2 separate regions of the Macaca mulatta genome follow, and region 2 is linked to region 1. The links are chromatin contacts, called in public Hi-C maps. All regions are on one chromosome and are shown on one strand. Each heading gives the region's core, a stretch centred on a gene start, on an enhancer-like site or on the middle of the called end of the contact. The rest is flanking DNA. Distances are from core to core; before and after follow the strand shown. Region 1 holds the start of DDX31 (DEAD-box helicase 31). Region 2 holds the start of TTF1 (transcription termination factor 1).

Evidence for each region. Hi-C and Micro-C count contacts between places; a contact is called where the count stands out from the background.
Region 2: a Hi-C map of cortical neurons shows a contact between it and region 1, with 3 times the contacts expected there. The contact joins the promoter of TTF1 here to the promoter of DDX31 in region 1. A contact is called at or near these places in 2 of 14 Hi-C or Micro-C datasets (cortical neurons and fetal cortex germinal zone).

What each region holds. Positions count from the first base shown.
Region 1 is chr15:14,794,113-14,799,838 of T2T-MMU8v2.0, reverse strand. DDX31 (DEAD-box helicase 31) reads right to left here and starts at 3,668. Exons shown (of 21, transcript XR_013405346.1): 1 at 2,962-3,668. All of the region lies in intron 1 of SPACA9 (sperm acrosome associated 9), which reads left to right. It overlaps GTF3C4 (general transcription factor IIIC subunit 4), which reads left to right and starts at 3,625. Exons shown (of 5, transcript NM_001260973.1): 1 at 3,625-4,074. The coding sequence starts at 3,715.
Region 2 is chr15:15,066,361-15,072,086 of T2T-MMU8v2.0, reverse strand. TTF1 (transcription termination factor 1) reads right to left here and starts at 2,158. Exons shown (of 12, transcript XR_013405343.1): 1 at 2,111-2,158. LOC144334999 (a long non-coding RNA gene) reads left to right here. Exons shown (of 2, transcript XR_013405360.1): 1 at 1-478; 2 at 1,964-2,141. It overlaps CFAP77 (cilia and flagella associated protein 77), which reads left to right and starts at 5,395. Exons shown (of 6, transcript XM_015116516.3): 1 at 5,395-5,726.

The DNA.
Region 1 (5,726 bases), core at 2,419-4,918:
TGTATTAATAATCAGTCTTTTTTTTTTTTGAGATGGAGTCTCACTCTGTCACCCCAGCTGGAGTGCAGTGATCTCTGCTCATTACAACCTCCCCTGGCTCCCAGGTTCAAGAGATTCTCGTGCCTCAGCCTCCCGAGTGGCTGGGATCACAGGTGCCCATCACCACATCCGGCTAATTTTTTTTTCTGTATTTTTAGTAGAGAGGGGGTTTCTACCGGCCAGGCTGGTCTCCAACTCCTGACCTCAAGTGATCTGCCTGCCTCGGCCTCCCAAAGTGCTGGGATTACAGGTGTGAGCCACCTTGCCCAGCCCAGGAAGTATTTTTAGAGAGAAAATTTCCGCATAGTGTTAGATATAGCATAATTTAAGCTGTCAGTCTTTCTAAATCCAGTATATTAGCTACGCATCTCAAGCGGTGGCTCATGACTGTAATCCCAGCACTTTGGGAGGCCGAGGCGGGCGAATCACAAGGTCAGAAGATGGAGACCATCCTGGCTAACACGGTGAAACCCCGTCTCTACTAAAAATACAAAAAATTAGCTGGGTGTGGTGGCAGGCGACTGCAGTTCCAGCCACTCGGGAGGCTGAGGCAGGAGAATGGTGTGAACTCGGGAGGCGGAGCTTGCAGTGAGCTGAGATTGCACCACTGCACTCCAGCCTGGGCGACAGAAACTCCATCTCAAAAAAAAAAAAAATGTAGATCTAGACAAGGCCACTGCAGACACCTGTCATCACCGCATTAATCAATCCCCTTTTGATAATCATAAAACTAGGTACCCTACATGTACTTACTCAATGCTTCTTATGTGTTAGTTACCAGGCTCTGCACAGGACACAAGCACCCCACTGACCTCCTGATGTAGTAATCTATTATCCAAAATGGAGCCAAAACTACTTTATATTGTTGGCATTTATTAAGTGCCTCTATGGGCCAGACAATGTATACTCTTTATGTATGTTATCTCAATTAATCCTTACAATAGTCTTCTATGAAGTAGAAATTATTGTTCTCATTTTACAGATAGGAAAAGTGAGAATCAGAAAGATTAAGTAACTTGCTCCAAGGTCACAGAGCTAGTGTGCAGCAAGGGTAGCATCGAATCCCAGGTCTATCCTATTCCAAATCCCACGCTCCCAATGGCTCTTCTATCCTCCCCAGCTCCTTCCCGATGCAGCTACACTTGGCTAGCTGGACTCCTTACTGCCAAGCGTCTAAATCCTAAAGTTTGATGATCACTTTATGATTTTACATCAGCCTTTCTGTCCTGTGGTCCTCTTTTCCAGGAGACAAATCAACCATCCTAGAAACCAGTTTTCAGTTCTTGCTTAAGTTAATTTTAGGGCATCTTTCCCCTCTCTAGCAATGGGATTATATCAATGAAACCGATTTTCCTATCTCCCTCCATTGCACGTGGATGAAAATCTGTCCCATTTGGCCGGGCGCGGTGGCTCACGCCTGTAATCCCAGCACTTTGGGAGGCCGAGACAGGTGGATCACGAGGTCAGGAGATCGAGACCATCCTGGCTAACACGGTGAAACCCTGTCTCTACTAAAAATACAAAAAAAAAAAAATTAGCCGGGCTTGGTGGTGGGCGCCTGTAGTCCCAGCTACCCAGGAGGCTGAGGCAGGAGAATGGCGTGAACCCGGGCGGCAGAGCTTGCAGTGAGCCGAGATCGCCACCGCACTCCAGTCTGGGCGACACAGCGAAACTCCGTCTCAAAAAAAAAGAAAATCTGTCCCATTTTTGAAAGCTCTTCAAAGAAAACTCCTAGTTGGCCAGTCCTCACTCCTGCAACAAACGAACCTTCCTCATGGTGACGAAAATAGTTAAACTCTAAAATATTTGAAGAGACTTATTCTCAGCCAAGCATGAGTGACCACGGCCTGTGACCCAGCCCTCTGGAGGTCCTGAGAACATGTGCCCAAGGTGGTCGGGGTGCGGCCTGGTTTTACACATTTTAGAAAGGCATCAGACATCAATCAAATACATTTCAGAAATACACTGGTTTTGTCCAGAAAGGTGGGACAACTCAAAGCGGGGACTTCCAGGGTATAGGTAAATTTAAACATTTTCTGGTTGACAATTGGTTGAGTTTGTCTAAACACCTGGGATGCATACAAAGAAAATGCTCAGGTGAAGATAAGATTGTGGAGACCAAGGTTCTTTTGAAGTCTTCAGTGGCTGCCCTTAGAGACAACAGACAAGTGTTCCCTATTCAGATCTTTGAAAGGTGGTAGACTCTTAATCTCTTTAGGATTGCGAGGGCCTGGAAGAAAAAGATCTAGCTTTGTTAATAGAGATTCTTTACAGATGGAAATTTCCACGCCCCCCGCCCTGGCCACAAAGAACAGCTTTGCAGGGCCATTTCAAAATATGGCAAAGAAATATGTTTTGGGGTAATATTTTAACTTTCTTCTTTGTCACATAATATTAGGCCAGAGCCAGACTGGAAAGTAAGTCACGATATATAGGGTTAAATGAAAGCCATCTGATGAGAATTTATGGTTTGTAGCGCATGACTCTTCCCAAACAGGAATGTAGGAAGATTTAAATAAAAAATAAAAAAATAAAAAAAACCCAGAGCTTAGTCCGCACTCAGTCGAGGAAACTGGCTTAGAGAAGTTAAGCCTTGGCCTGGGACTTGCGCCGGAGCGTCAGGTCCTACCTTCCACGGGAAACAGCCTCTAATTCTTTCCTCTACTTTTCCACGCGCAGGAGCCAGCTCCCGCCCCTCCACACCGCTCCACTCCCCCCTTCCAGGCGCATCCCCGCGGGTGGTGTTCCGGTTAGAGACACGTGTTTCGGCGCAACTTGTCCAGAAGCTGCCCCGTGTCTGACTTTCTCCCGCTGAACTCCGTAAATGACTCGAAACCCGACTCTGAGGCACGGCTGCAGCTCGCGGCGCGCCGAGAGCCGGGCCGCGGGTGGGGACGGAGCTGAAGCCAGGTCAGAACTCACTCGACTCGCCTGGGCTGAGGGACGTCTGGAGAACGTCCTGGGGTTGTCCGAGAGCGAACTGTCGGCGGCTGCCATGGCCTGCGTGGGTGACGCGTGGTGCAGCGGCGAGCCGGGTGCGCAGACCTGCTGGGCCCGGGACCCCACGTGGGACGCGCGAGGACCCTGCGCCACCGCCCCTTCCGGGTCCGGAACGGCTCCAGCTGTACGCACCAGCCCCGAGAGGAGCCGGGGACGGCGGCACCGGCCGGGTCGGGGCGAGCCGGGGGCGCGTGCCCCCGCCGGGTGGCAGCCCCGCTCTGCGTCCCTCGCGGCGTGGCAAAATCACATTCGGCCGAGAGTTCACGCTGGGGAAGCTCTCTGAATGCCTCTGAGAAACGAGGCCCGGCGCCATCTCACCGACGAGTCTCCCCTTTACTGCTGCGTGCGTTTCCTCGGCACTTTAGGAACTAAAGCCTAACTGGGTAGCTCCCTAACAGGCTCTGGAGCTCAGTCCCAGCCTGGGCAGGGGGAAGGGGGTCCTCTTGGCTCCCAGCTCGCGGTCCTTTTTCTGGACAGGCAGTTCCTCGGCCACCTGGCAGAGCCGCGTTGCCTGGCAACGGCGGGGTCCTTCCTGGCTCGGCGGCGCTCGGGGCCTGAGGGGAGAAAACCGCCGCGGAGGGTGCTGGGGGTGGCGGCGGCGGTCCGGGAGGTGGCGGCGCGACTGAGACGCGGGTTTGGAGCGCCAGGGCGTCCGACCTCTGCACCTGAGAGAAGATGAACACGGCCGACCAGGCCCGAGTGGGGCCCGCGGACGACGGGCCTGCGCCACCCGGAGAGGAGGAGGGAGAGGAGGGGGGCGGCGAGGCGGGCGGGAAGGAGCCAGCAGCGGACGCGGCCCCGGGGCCCAGCGCTGCATTCCGCCTCATGGTGACTCGGCGGGAGCCGGCCGTGAAGCTGCAGTATGCGGTGAGCGGCCTGGAACCGCTGGCTTGGTCCGAGGACCACCGCGTGTCTGTGTCCACGGCCCGCAGCATCGCTGTGCTGGAGCTCATCTGCGACGTGCACAACCCGGGCCAGGACCTGGTTATCCACCGCACCTCGGTGCCCGCCCCTCTCAACAGCTGTCTCCTCAAAGTAAGTCATCCCTCGCCATTCCCAGAGTCTTCCCCTGTCCCCCTCTCGCGGCCGCGTCATCCGTCCCAGGGGAATCCGGTCCCGCACTCGGTGCGGGGATTTCCCTCTTCGCGCCGAGCGCTGGGGATTTATTAAGCAGCCAGGGTTGCCACCGCTTTAAAAAAAAAAAAAAAGAAAGAAAGAAAAGCCCTGCAGCTGTCTACACCCTGTTTCCCCAGGTCACCCGCCGCCCCAAACACAGGTACACACCCAGGGGGCTTTCCCGGAGTTAAGTCCCGCCAACCCCTCCTTCGCCCCAGCGTCGGGCCGGCACATGGAACGGGTTACTCGGTGGAGCTTTCTGAGACTCCACCCCCTGCAGATCCAACCCGGGGCCTGCCTCTGTCGTTGCTCCTATTGTTCGGGGCCGAGTTTCCGAGCTTCTTGGCTGGCTTTGTCTACTGTGTGTGCCCTCCTCTCGCGCCACTTTAGCTTGAGAAAAGAAAAACTGGTCCTATCCATAGTCTTAACTGTTTAAGTGACTTTATTATGAATGGTCCTCGCCTCTCCTTGGGCAAACGGGTAAATACTGGATCTCGGGGTTTGTACTCTAGTTTTTCTTCACTAACCAAACATCTTTGGGATGTAGAACGAAAATAAAGACTCGAAACAACTGCATATCTTAAACTTCAAGCGCAAGGTCAAGTAGTAAGCCATAGCGTTCCTTTTAGTTGCTTAGAGGGGTAAAAACTTTCCATATATCCTTAATAGAAGCGTACACTTACGTGTGATCTGTCAAAGTGTATATTCATACATTCAATAGATATTTGAATACCGCTGTGCTTGGTGCTACCGCATGTTCTGGAAATAAAGCAGTGTGCAAAATAGAGCCCCTGCCCTCATGAAGCTTACATTCTTTGGCAAGTCAAGCACAAATGATAAGGTCCTGTCAGGTAGTGATAAGCATTAGAAAGATGTGTATCCACACACAGAGAACATGTTGATGTGTTCGTAAACTCTTATTCTGTACAGCCATTTAAAATATGAGTCATTAGCTATAGGTAGGGTGATGATAACCCTCATCACTTTGTAGCATATTTAATTCAAGTTTCAAACAGCTTGTTGTTAGATTGTTCGTCAGCTTGTATGACTGAGCTTTCTCTGAGATCTTGAAGAGGATGTGAACACATTTGTTCAAGTGTAAACAGATCAGATAGACAGATGCAACCCTATGAAATTGAGAATTACAAAAGGAGGAAGGCAGAAGAAAGGTGATTTAAAAGGTGTATCTTCTGCTGAAAAGGCACTTAACTGTTTCCAAGGATATTCATACGCACATCAACTCAAGGAAAGTATGTATGTCAGTATGGTAGAGATCGAATACCTTAGCAGAGAGAATGTAAAGAAAGGAGGGAATAGTAAGAGGAGAGACTTTTATGGGGCAGGTCATCTGGTGGTGAATCTACAGCAGTCCCAAAGAAGGTAGCGTTTGGTTTGTAAGAGGAAGGAAGGAAAGGGCATTCCAGGTGGTGGGAATGAGGCATTCATCCCATGTGCATACACGTTTAACTCATGAACATCATTTACGATTGTTTGTATAATGACGGATCAGTACATGAGCTCAAATAGGTTTTCTAGAGAGTCAGAGAAAGTAAGATGAGGCCAGTTGTGCA
Region 2 (5,726 bases), core at 909-3,408, 270 kb before region 1:
AAAGGCTATTTCCTTCTGTTATAGGAAGGAAAATGTGTGCTGGCTCCCAACCCCCTCCTGCCTTCTCAGAGAGATAGTGGTCCCCCAGGTACCCCATCTCTCTCCTGTATCTTCAGCCTGTGTTTTCTAGTAAAACACCAATAATATTTAATCTCCTCTAACTTAAAAAAAAAAAAAAGCAACTGTCGTCTAACCCTAAGTCTCATCCAGCTGTTCTCTTTCTTCCCCTTCACAGCAACATTCCTGATAGAGAAATCACTCTTTTCATTACCTCACCTTTCATCCACTTATTAACCCACATCCTTGGAGCTCCCACCCCACTACTCCACTGAGACTGCTCCAGCAAGAGTGTCCTTAAAGCCACTAACTTCAACAGATGCTTTTCAGGCCCATCTTTTAGGACCTCTTAATAAATCACAAACAGAACAGATTATTATTATTTTTTGAGACGGAGTCTCGCTCTGTCGCCCAAGCTGGAGTGCAGTGGCGTGATCTTGGCTCACTGCAAGCTGTGCCTCCCGGGTTCACGCCATTCTTCTGCCTCAGCCTCCAGAGTAGCTGGGACTACCGGTGACCGCCACAACGCCCGGCTAATTTTTTTGTATTTTTTAGTAGAGACAGAGTTTCACTGTGTTAGCCAGGATGGTCTCAATCTCCTGACCTCATGATCCACCCACCTCGGCCTCCCAAAGTGCTGGGATTACAGGCGTGAGCCACCGCGCCCGGCTGATTTCTTTCTTTCTTTTTTTTGGAGACAGAATCTCACTCTGTCACCCAGGCTGGAGTGCAGTGGCGCGATCTCAGGTCACTGCAACCTCCGCCTCCCGGGTTCAAGCGATTCTCCTGCTTCAGCCTCCGGAGTAGAAGCTGGGATTACAGGAACACGCCACCAATCCCGGCTAATCTTTTTATTTTTAGTAGAGACGGGGTTTTGCCATGTTGGCCAGTCTGGTCTTGAACTCCTGACCTCAGGTGACCCACCTGCCTCGGCCTCCCAAAGTGTCAGGATTACAGGCGTAAACCACAGCGCCCAGCCTTGATTTCTTTATATAACATTTCCCCTTCCATCAGTTCCTTTCCTTCTTTTTTGTAAATACTTCCTCTGGTCTCTGGAGCCTAGTACAACCTTCTAAACATATAGTCTCTCCCTGCTAAAAACTTTTTAGAGTTCCCCTGTTATTCTTAAGATAAAGTCAAAATCCTCACAGACCTGCAAAGGTCTTCATTTCTTCATAATCTAGCCTAGAGATGGAGAGAGGTAGGTCCATGCCTACTTCTCTACCTCTCACTTCTCTCTAGGTTTCAGAAACCCTGCTTTTTTCAGTTCCCACCACACTTCTGGCAGTTATAATATGATCGGCTTCTTGAGGGCTGGAATTTTGGCCACCTTGCTCCCAAATGGCTCCCCAGTGCTCCAAACATATTGAAAGAACGGATATACATTTATCCCCCCTTACTCAGAACATACACTTCCCGCCCTGCAGATATGTGCTCAAACCTGGTCCCGGATTCTCTCACCGCCTTTGAGGTGCCAGAAAAACCCCGCTCCGCTTCCAGGTGGGCGCTCCAGGGCTGAGAGGGGAGGAACTAACCAGATGTGAATTCTCCATCTTCTCACTCCCAAAGACCCAAGCCTCGGCCAGGCGCGGTGGTTCACGCCTGTAATCCCAGCACTTTGGGAGGCTGAGGCGGGTTGATCACCTGAGGTCTGGAGTTCGAGACCTGCCTAGCCAACATGGTGAAACCCCGTCTCTACTAAAAATACAAAAATTACCTAGGCGTGGTGGCGGGCGCCTATAATCCCAGCTACTTGGGAGGCTGAGGCAGGAGAATCGCTTGAAACCAGGAGGCGGAGGTTGCAGTGAGCCGAGATCGCACCACCGCACTCCAGCCTGGGCGACAAGAGCAAGACTCCATCTTTAAAAAAAGAAAAAAAAAAGACCCAAACCTCAGTTTCCCCAAGATAAGGCCTGGGGCGAAGACGCGGCCTGGAGACCTCAGGCCAAAAGGCGGGTCTCCCAGAAGACGGGGAAATCCACCACCCCACGCTGGGTTTTTACGTGCGCATTTTGAAATGCAGAAACAACTAACAAAGGCGCTTTCAACTTACCCTCCAAAAGCGCTGCCACCTTTCTCCCAACCCGGAAGTGCTGCTGTTGAGGAAGCGGAAGTAGTAGTGCGTCGCCTTCCGGCCCCCTCGGCGTCACGCTGTCATGGTAACACGGCTGCCGCTAGGCAGTGGAAGCGCGCGCAGTTGTCTACCCATTTTCCTTCTAGGTCCTTTAGAGGTCAGGTGGGGTAGAGCGTGCTCCTAAAACGAAGAAAGTAGGACAGAATGCCCCTCCATTGACGTACTAATGCATGCGTGCATTCCATTTATTCCAGTTTTTGGTGAACTCCAGGAACAACTTGGGAAGACAGATGACAAATCAACTAAGATAATTTCAGATTATCTTGTAAGAAAAATAAAATAGGGTAACATGATGGAGAGTGACTAGGGGACAGTGGGTATTACTTTAGATGTAAGGGAGGGCTCACTGAGGAGTGACATTTGAGCTGAGTTTTTGGTGAACTCCAGGAACAACTTGGGAAGACAGATGACAAACAAAGCAACTAAGATAATTTCTGATTACCTTGTAAGGAAAATAAAATAGGGTAACATGATGGAGAGTGACTAGGGGACAGTAAGTGCTACTTCAGATGTAAGGGAGGGCTCACTGAGGAGTGACATTTGAACTGAGTTCTAAATGAAAAGGGCAGGCAAAAAATCTAGACAGAAGAGTGTTCCAGGCTGGAAGTGAATGGAAAAGTCCTGAACTTGGTTGGTGGAGGACCTGGGAGAAGACCAGAGCAGCTGGAGCAGAGAGTGAATTCACAGAGTGAACCCACAGGGTGACAGGTCGCACACGCCCAGCCTAAGTGAATGCATGTGAATGCAGGGGAGGGGGTAGGAGATGAAGTCAGAGGTCTGCAGGTGCAGAGTCTGATGGATGTTAAGCTTGGATGAAGTCTTAGAAGGTTAGAGCTGGCAGGAGTTTGGAGATCTATCCCAGTCTTCCCATTTCAACAGAGTCCTGAAAAGACCTAGCTAAAAGGGCAGCTTTAACCTGGCTATCAATTCAAGGCCATTATATTTACCAACCAAACGTTTAACCTTTTTGGATAGGGAACATATACGATATAGGCAACAAGTTTTCTCACTTAATCCTTGTAGGTATCTATGAGGTATTATTAATCCCACCTTGTGGATAAGAAACCTGGGTTTACAGTAACTTGTCAAAGGTGACTTAAATGGGCCAGCCAGAAATCAGACCTATGCTCTTTCTACTACTCCACTATCTTGCCCCTCACTGTTCCACCTGACTTCTATGTGATCTGCCAAGTGTCTTTGATTTAAAAATGCACAACCTATGCTTCCATGAAAGTCTGGAAGGGAAGCAGGTTGGAGAAATGATGAACCTATATATGCTGCTCTGGGACGTGGATGTGCAGTTGGAGCTCTGTCTGGAGAAGTCTGTAAATGTGGTGGTGTCCACTGTTGATACGTAAGGCCTTGAAGTCCAGGTTCGTCATTGGTGTCACGTGTTCTGTGGTGAGCCCACTTACCCAGAGCCTTGTGGTACTAGTGATGCATGAATGAACCCACAAAAGGCTGGCACTAGAGGAGAGATTAGAGATCATACAGGTTAGTGGTTTCCAATCCTCCTCCAACTGCACCAATCACTTGGGAAGCTTTTTTGTTTTGTTTTATTTTAAATGTAGATTCTCAACTTTGCAATGGATTTTATAATAAACACTATTGTATCACATTAAAATCTTCGGACATGATAATGACATTGTAGTTATACATGGGAATGTCCTTGCTACCTGATGAAGTAACTAGGGTTAAATATGGTGTTGACAGATACTTTTTCAGGTGATTTTGTATTGTGTGTATGTGCATACTCACACACTCACAGAGAGAGAGCAAGAAAATGTGGCCACTGCTGGGGATGGGTGAATCTGTTAGTCCAAATTACACCATTTTGTAAGCCCCCTGCCATTTCACAGCCCTTGCTTAGAGTGAAACATTCCACAGGGGTTCAGGCGGTGAGAAACAGCATGCCTCTTATCATATTCTGCTGGGAGAAAGTGCCAGGAACATCACATTCCACCAGAACAAAGTCCAAACTGCCTCATCATGGGAATACCTTATCAACATCTTCCCAGGCAGTAGGCTATTCCCCCCGGGGCCCCTCCCTGCCCAGGCCTATAATTTCCCCAGCTTGTAAGCAGCGGTGGGCACTGCCATTCAGCTGGTCTCCCACCTCTGTAGGTCTTATGCTGGACATAAAGCCTGCATTTGCTGTAGAGCCGCCACTCTTTCTTTAACCCTCCCCTTCCCTTCAAAATCTAACAGAATCTAGGTGAAGCCTATATGTATTTTCATTGTATTCTTCTTTTGACTTTCAACTTTTCTATAGGTTTGAACTTTTTCACAAAGTTGGGGGTGGGTGGTTAAGGGGTTTTTTAAAAATGCAGCATCTGTCCTGGTGAGGTGGCTCATGTCATTATCAGAGCAAGACTCTGTCTCTTAAAAAAAAAAAAAAAAAGAAAAAAAAGAGAGCCTCAGGTGACATTTCCAGATATTCTGATTCAGTGAGTCCTGTGAATCTTCGTTCTTCTTTTTTTGGCACACATTCTCATTCTGTCATCCAGACTGGAATGTAGTTGCCCAAACACAGCTCATTGTAGTCTCAACCTCCTCCAGCGATCCTCCTGCCTCAGCCTCCCCATAACTGGGACCACAGGTGTGTGCCACTACACCTGGCTAATTTTTAAAATTTTTGGTAGAGATGAGACCTCACCATGTTGTCCAGGCTGGTCTCAAACTCCTGGCCTCAGGCCATCCTCCCTCCTAGGCTTCCCAAAGCAATGGGATTACATGGGTGAGCCACCGAGCCCAGCCCAAATCTGTATTTTTCAATTTCCCTTCATTCTGTTGCTTAAATTTGGGAACCATTGGTCTAATCCAACTCTAGACTTTCCTTGTCACCCATCTCACAGGACAAAAAAAAAAAAAAAAAAAAAAAAAAAAAAAGCCCATTGGATCCAACGAGTCCTCCCAGTGGGTCAGCCTCAGCATCACGCTTGGAATGCCTTTCGTGCTTTCTCTCGGGTGTGTGTGCGGCGCAAGGAGTAGAGGTGGGGAGGGTTTGTGAGTGGAATGGGGGTGAGCAGAGGATGGAGTCTTTGACTTGAAAGACTAGTGTAAATGACCCTCTAAGAGCCATGCCGCTTTAAACGCAACCCACTGGAGATTCTCGGTTCTCCTGTATCGATTCAGGAAAACTCCAAACAATTCCACACTGGTAGCCACCAAGAGTTTCTTGAAAGAAAAGTACAAGCCGAGCCGGGCTCTGTTGGCGTCCCGTCGCCAAGGAGACGGGCCGTTGCATTCGTCCTCCAGGGGTGGTCTTGGTTTTCTTTCCTCTCCCAGTCCGCAGCGCGGGGCCCAGGAGACGCCCTGAGGATCCGGCGGGGCTTCTTCAGGGCTCCGGAGCTCTTTGCAATTAGGAGCCGGCGCGAGGGGGGCGCGCCTGGCTCCAGAGGGGTCCTGGCATCTGAGTTTCCCCCCTAGGATCCCGGTGGTGCGGCCCGGGTCGCCCGGCAGGCGCCTGGGAGCTCCCAGCTGGCCTGGACTTGGGGAAGCGCGCCCAACCCAGCCCGCGGGCCGACTCCCCGGC